Linked DNA regions of Zea mays: region 2 is linked to region 1. Evidence: chromatin contacts called from public Hi-C data. All regions are on one chromosome and are shown on one strand. The core of a region is the stretch at or near the end of the contact, and the rest is flanking DNA. Distances in the headings are between cores, read along the strand shown. Region 1 has its middle 14 kb from the start of LOC103632803. Region 2 holds the start of LOC100279446 (Sec14p-like phosphatidylinositol transfer family protein).

Region 1 (3,333 bases), core at 288-2,787:
CTACAAAGTTAAATAACTTTTAGAGACCTACAATTTTAGTTTTGGTGGTGTTTTGTTCCGAGACCGTTTGAAAAATTCAAGTTTTGAATTCAAATATAGTTTTGCATGATGACTATAGAGTTTCATAATTTTTCAAGACCTACAACTTTCATTTTGGTGGTGTTTTGTTCCGAGACCGTTTGAAAAATTCAAGTTTTGAATTCAAATATAATTTTGCATGATCAAATGATTTCAAATCAAAAAGTTGTCGACTATAGAGTTTCACAACTTTTCAAGACCTACAACTTTCATTTTGGTGGTGTTTTGTTCCGTGGCCGTTTGAAAAAAATCAAGTTTTGAATTCAAATATAGTTTTGCATGATCAAATGATTTCAAATTCAAACGTTGTCGACTATAGAGTTTCATAACTTTTCAAGACCTACAACTTTCATTTTGGTGGTTTTTTGTTCAGAGGTCGTTTGAAAAATTCAAATTTTGAATTCGAATATAGTTTTGCATGATCAAATGATTTCAAATCAAAAAAGTTGTCGACTATAGAGTTTCATAACGTTTCAAGACCTACAACTTTCATTTTGGTGGTTTTTCCATCCGAGGTTGTTTGGAAATTTCAAATTTTAAAAATGCAAACATAGTTTTCTTTGACAAGATAACTTCAAATCAAAAAGTTCCATACTACAAGACTCTATAACTTCTCAAGATCTACAAAGTTTATTTTGTTTGTTTGATCATTTACTCATCCAACATGGTGGTTCTAACATTATTCACAAACCTTATACATCGATCTCTCTTGTAGTTTCATAAACTACAAGAGGGGTATGTAAGTGCTTGTGAATAAATTTATTTATACTTTATCATATGAAGAAATGACTAAAATAAAAATTTACATCTTGATGAGCTATAGTACATCTTTGTAGTTAAAACATTTTTCATTTAAAGTAATGTACTGCTTCAAAATATGATTTGAAAATTGTCTTCACCTAGTGTAAAAAGAAAATACTTGGTAAAGAATTTCTTTACCAAATGTAAAAAATAAAACGTTTGGCAAAGAAGCTTGCCAAGTATAAAAAAACATTCAGCAAAAAAAAACTCTTCGTCGAGTTTTCGAAAAAATCGCTCGGCCGTTTTTTTCGAATGCTGAAAAGAAAAACACTCGACCGAGACTTGTTTTGCGGTAGTTGTGGATTCTGCCGGGGGGTCAACATTATTTGAATCGCTGCGTGGCCTGCCTTAAAAGAAGTTCGGTAATCCCTTGAGTGAATAATAGAAAGCGAAAACTATCCAGAACCAACTACCCATAGCAGTTGCTATGGAGAAAAAAAAACGACGGGGTCCTCGTCACACGCGCATCGAGACGCGCTGGACATCCCGCAGTCGTCGCAATAGCCTGTGAGTAGCTAGGAATGTTCCAACCCTGTGAGTAGGATTACTGCACGAGAACACTGTTTCGAGGGTCACACTCACTCGGTACTCGGTAGTATACACACGATAGGTTGAGCTGCTGGTGCTAGCTGCGGGCAGTCCTACCAAACGTAGTCCATGGTCCATGGGGAGGCGATCAGATCGAGTCAGATCCAGACCAATGCAAGGTCCCCCACACGGGTCGCAATACCGCATGCAGCTCGCACTCGCACTTGCACTTGCTCTTGCTCTTGCAGCAGCTAGCAGCGAAACAAAAACCATGAAACTGAATTAGGTTCCTGCATCGCATGCAGGCTGCAGTAGTGCAGTTGCAGCTAGCGCCCTTGCTCTCTCTATCTTTTTTCACGAGGACCACTGGGGCACCGCACAGCATTAGTATAATTTACCGGGGCGGACCACCGCGGAATGTCGGGCGTGGGGGCCCACATGTCCGCACCCCCTACTACGTACCTCCCCTCACCAGCAGCCCTGCCTACTATTCCATGGGAGCGTCGACTAATAGGGTGTAGCCAAGTTCTCGACTTAGCTTGTCATAATGCAAAGCTAAGTAGCTAGCCTGCCTGCTGCTGCGTACTGTAACCGTATAATATATCTGCTTAACCGCTGTCATCAAGCATCAAAGATGCGCAGTGTAATGTAAGCACTAGACAAAGTCGTCCCAAAAGTTCGAGTATTTATATACTTGTGGATTCTAACGCGGGGTCAACCGTGTTTGAATCGCTGCGTGGACGTACGTGCTCCAACTCCAACATACATGCGGGCCGGGGCATGCAAGGATTCGGGCATCATTGACAATTATGCCTGGGCTCTGCTCTTTTTTACGATTGCCAAAAATGGCGGCATCTCGCCCTCTCTCGGCCCCATATGCGTGTGGGTGGGCGTGGGAACCTGCAGTAGTGCAGCTCCCCTCCACAAAGCCCAAAGTCATGACGACACGACCAGCTGCACGACGCCCAAGTGTGCGTACACGTAGTAGTAGCTAGCGCGCGTGGAACACCTCTGGCCCTTGCTTGTCTTGTTCGTTGTTCCTTCTCGCCCCGGCTATAGCGCGCTCCCATGCATGCATGCAGAGGCGTCCATTGGTCCTCAACCGCCGGCAGGGTCGAGTTCACTATGATGAGAGTTGAGAGCCGCCAAGCGCGGCCAACCTCACCATGTGCAGGAGGAGCAAGCACCGCAGTAGTATCTCTGCTGGGACTAGCCGCTAGTACGTAGTAGTAGGTCAGATTCAAAATTTTGAAACAAAAAAAAACAGCATGTGCTGTCTGCAGGTACCTACCTACAAGTGCTCGTCGTACGTACGTGCGTGAAAGTCCACGGTGCAAGCGATGAGCGCCGACGACCGGCACCAAACATGCATAATGCATGGTTGGTCGCCCTGGCCGTTGGATCGACACCTGTTTACTTGCACCTTTTTCATGCAGGCTCATCCGAATTCAAACACTACTATAGTCCACCAGTGACGCGCACAGGCACAGCACGTACACAACAAGACATAGATGCGGACTTTTGGCGTACGAACGTACGTGTGGTGTTCTTTTTCGTTATTGGGTTCTCAGTCACTAGTAGTGGTGACACAAGTCACTCCGAGTCCCATCACTTCATCAGACACGACGATCTGTGCCACTCCACTAGCCCAACAGCATGATTACGGCGGGCCGCCGGCTCGCTGCGTGGACGAGCGAGTGCGACGACGACGAAACCAATCATGCCACTAATCTTTGCCCGCGCGCGCGCGCGCTTCTTGTCCGTCGTCCACGTCTCCCCTCAGCGCTCAGTCAGATGAGCTGTACGCATGTACTAGCACTGTAGCCACACCACACGGCCCAAGGGTCCCGGTGCCCCCGGCTGTAGCCTGTAGGTGTAGCCACACAGTCGACGACGGACGGACGTGATCGAGGGCCGGACAAGGCG
Region 2 (3,333 bases), core at 387-2,886, 80 kb before region 1:
GGGGGACACCAGGCGTAGTGCCGACGCAGGGCAGCGGCTGGTGTGTGTGTGTGTGTCTCTCGGTGTCTGTCTGACCGGGCCTGAGAGCAGAGGCTTCACCGAGCCAGCCGCATGTGCGCGTCTGACCTCCAGACCAGCCGCTGCACTGACCGAGAGTGTGCCTGGCTGGCTCCCGCTCTTGCAAAACAGCAAAAGGCATGCCGACGAATATGAATGCTGCTTCTCTGCCTTGGTTTTTTCTTTCGCTTCTGGAGGAGTAGCGGACAAATGCTCCACCAAGAACGAGAATGGAGCGTAGCGCACGCACTGTGTTTTGTATCGGTCCTGACGGTGACAAGGATCGGCGGCTTACTTGCGTCGAAGAGGACGACGAACTGGTCCACGAACCGGGACATGCACGCCACGGCCACCTCCAGCGTGAACACCAGCAGGCGCACGAACCTAAAGGGAAGTGTAAGAAGAAGACAGTGTGTGGCAGGGAGAGACGGAAGAACGGAACGGAGGAAGAGGAAAAGCAGGGACGCGTGCTAGTTCTTACGATTTCTGAGAGTGGAACTTGGGGTAGTCCTGCTTGATTCGAAACACCTGCAAACACAGAAGCAAGTTTCAGTCAGAGCTCAGTCAACAGTTTCTCTCAATACATTCGGCAGGATCTTCGTGTCCCGCGCGCGAAATGGCGTACCACGACTGGGCGGCCGTCGTCGTCGTGGCCGGAGACGAAGGCCACGCCGTCGGCGAGCTCGGCGGAGAACTCGTCGGCCATGATGTGATCTGCTTGGCACAAGCACAAAGAAAGGCCCCCGGCTCCGTTAGCACATCGATCTTCACGAACGAACAATCATTCCAACATAATAGCACCAACGATTGTACTGTTCCGGGGGGGGACTGTACTTTTGAAAACACTCCTACTGCTAGGAATGAACCAGATCGGCAGCGCAATAAATTCGGCGCGGCAGGCACAGTAGCTTGACTAGTAGAAATATATACACTGTGCTGTAGGTATCAGTGTATCACAGTCACAGCTGCAAGAACAGGCCACGGCTCCGGCTCCCGCTCGAGCAGAGCAGCAGAGCAGCGCAGCGCAGAGAAGCATTAATGGATACACTAGCTTCCTTTTGTTCACGGCCCAACCACCACCACAGATTTCTAGGAGTAGAAGGTCCAGCACGGAAAGCTTTCGGCGAACGTGGTGCGAGAGCGAGAGTGCGAGACGAATGGAAGCTGAGCGAGCCTACCAGCTCCGACGCTCTCCCTCCATGAGAGGACGGTCCTCAGGTGCTTCGCCGCCTTCTTGACGCTGTCCCCCCGCGACCGCAGGAACCGCTCCAAGCACGCGTCGTTGCAGTACTGCGCCTGCTCGCCCGCCATTGGCGCGCCCAACCAGGCAACAAAGTTAAAGGAAACGGTCGAACGGAGCCGGAGACGATGGGTATTGTACGCAAAAAAGCAAAGCTGGGTTCTCGGGCGTCACCTGCTTCGCGGAGAGCGGCGCCTGCTTGCACAGCAGCTTGCGTACGGCCTCGATCTTCTCCCTCTCCTTGGCGTCCACCTTGTCGATGGCCATCTCAGCAATTTTCACGGAGAGGGAGGTGTGGACGGCGAGGCGGAGTGGCGAGAGAGGACTGAGAGGAAAGGCCGAAAGGGGGGCAGTGTCGGAGCGACGGACCGAGAGGAAGAGAGAGAGGGTATTATAGCCCGGGCGGGCGGGGTGCCGTGTTCAACTCAGGAGCTCGCAGTCGCAGCCGAGAAACAACACCACACGGCAAACGGGAACGGAACAAACGGCAACGGACGTTTGCTTTGAGCTTGCGCATGCATCCACCGTTTCCACGTCCACTTTTGCCCGTTTTCTTTTTCTTCCTCCACCCCCCCCCCCCACCCCCCCCCCCCCCCCCCCCCTAACACCCCACCACCACCACCACCACGTTTCTCATCTAGCACGACTTACATGCAGCTCATTGGCCATACTCCTACGCAGCCGCCCTTTAATTGGATATGAAGCTCTAGGTGCCAGACGAAGCACAAAATATATATATTTTGAATTCTGTTGAGGAATCGGTTTAACACCAAAAGCATTCTCAGAAGAAAATTAATGTACTACCTCCTACATATACTTACAAAAACTGCATTCTCCAACGGGAAGAGATGGTGACTAATCTTTTCTTCGGTTGCAACTTTGCTAAAGCTTACTAGAGATCTATTGCAACCCCCCCCCCCCCCCCCCCCCCCGTCCTCTCGGGTTACGGTAAGGTCCACCACCAGATTGAAGAGACAATTAAAAGTGGAGATCCTAATTCTCATGACCTAGAGCATTTGGAGATGGCAGAATAATTGGATCTTTCATAATACCCCCTAACGATTGATTAGTTGCATGTCCTCTTTCAAGCATGAGCTTTTGCTTTTACTTCATAGAACTAGTTCTAGAAGCCATTTTAACTCGGACATTCCTCTTTGGCTCTCGGTCATTGGCTTGGACCCCCTCCTGTTTTCTTTCAAACAAATGTCATACTAGCAAACGTGTTTGTGCGTTAAAATAAAACTTATATTACACTTTCACATCATACATATTGTAGATTCACACTCAGATGTCAGATGGGCCTATTTGGTTCAACTTTTTTTGAGCTTTTTTTGATAATCTGCAGAATCTAGCGGTGTGGAGAATATGAATATCGTGGATACTTACGTGCAGAGTAAGATGAAGAGCTCCATAGGCTTTACGATTTAAGAAGTCTTAGATGAAAGGGAAATATGCCATAGGGTCATTTCTACATGTTTTGGTGATTAAGTGCTCAACACACCATATTAGACTAACTACTTTGATATGAGCATGGGCACATGTTCTAGCAAGAGAAAATTGAAGAAAACAAGTCCAAATGAGTAGAAATGAAGTTCAAAAGTGCAACTTTGGGCAAAACTACAAAAACATGAGTGTCGGTACCCTGAATCAGGGGTACCCCTTACTACAGTATGAAGACACGGTGCCTGTACGGTGATCTCTAGCCGCACGAAGAACAGCACCCAACCCCACCACGTGGACGGCTCAAGGAGCACCATGTGGCGGGAAAAGATGATACATCCCAGGATGTGTCAGTTGGACCGGACCTCCGTGAGAAAGCACCGGACCCCTATACGCGCAACCCGGACCCCCGAATACGGCCCGGGACTCCCAAGTAAGCGTGTCGGGTCCCTTGGATAGGGTCCAGATCCCTCCGAGTAAGGTCCAGGCCACAACGAGGTCTCGGGACATGAGATACCCTAGCATAAGCAAGGGTCCAGTACTGACACGTGTCAGGCCTTATCCTATGCGCTTGCGCTCCCCGCTCATACGGAGAC

What was found. Hi-C and Micro-C count contacts between places; a contact is called where the count stands out from the background.
Region 2: a Hi-C map of leaf mesophyll shows a contact between it and region 1, with 3 times the contacts expected there. The contact joins the promoter of LOC100279446 here to the enhancer-like site in region 1. A contact is called at or near these places in 15 of 25 Hi-C or Micro-C datasets (bundle sheath, ear, endosperm and 5 more) and 1 of 3 datasets of contacts at active chromatin or transcription factors (leaf).

Annotation. Positions count from the first base shown.
Region 1 is chr1:27,078,120-27,081,452 of Zm-B73-REFERENCE-NAM-5.0, reverse strand. No RefSeq gene overlaps it. Among protein-coding and RNA genes, the nearest start is that of LOC103632803, 14 kb to the right of the region's middle. Within about 2 kb of position 1,537, at least 14 of the 20 cell types and tissues checked have an H3K27ac peak or open chromatin away from gene starts, as enhancers often do. A contact at or near this core is called in ear, endosperm, leaf mesophyll and 2 more, where this site is marked.
Region 2 is chr1:27,158,350-27,161,682 of Zm-B73-REFERENCE-NAM-5.0, reverse strand. LOC100279446 (Sec14p-like phosphatidylinositol transfer family protein) reads right to left here and starts at 1,636. Exons shown (of 7, transcript NM_001326538.1): 1 at 1,472-1,636; 2 at 1,236-1,353; 3 at 683-771; 4 at 539-585; 5 at 353-441. The coding sequence starts at 1,564.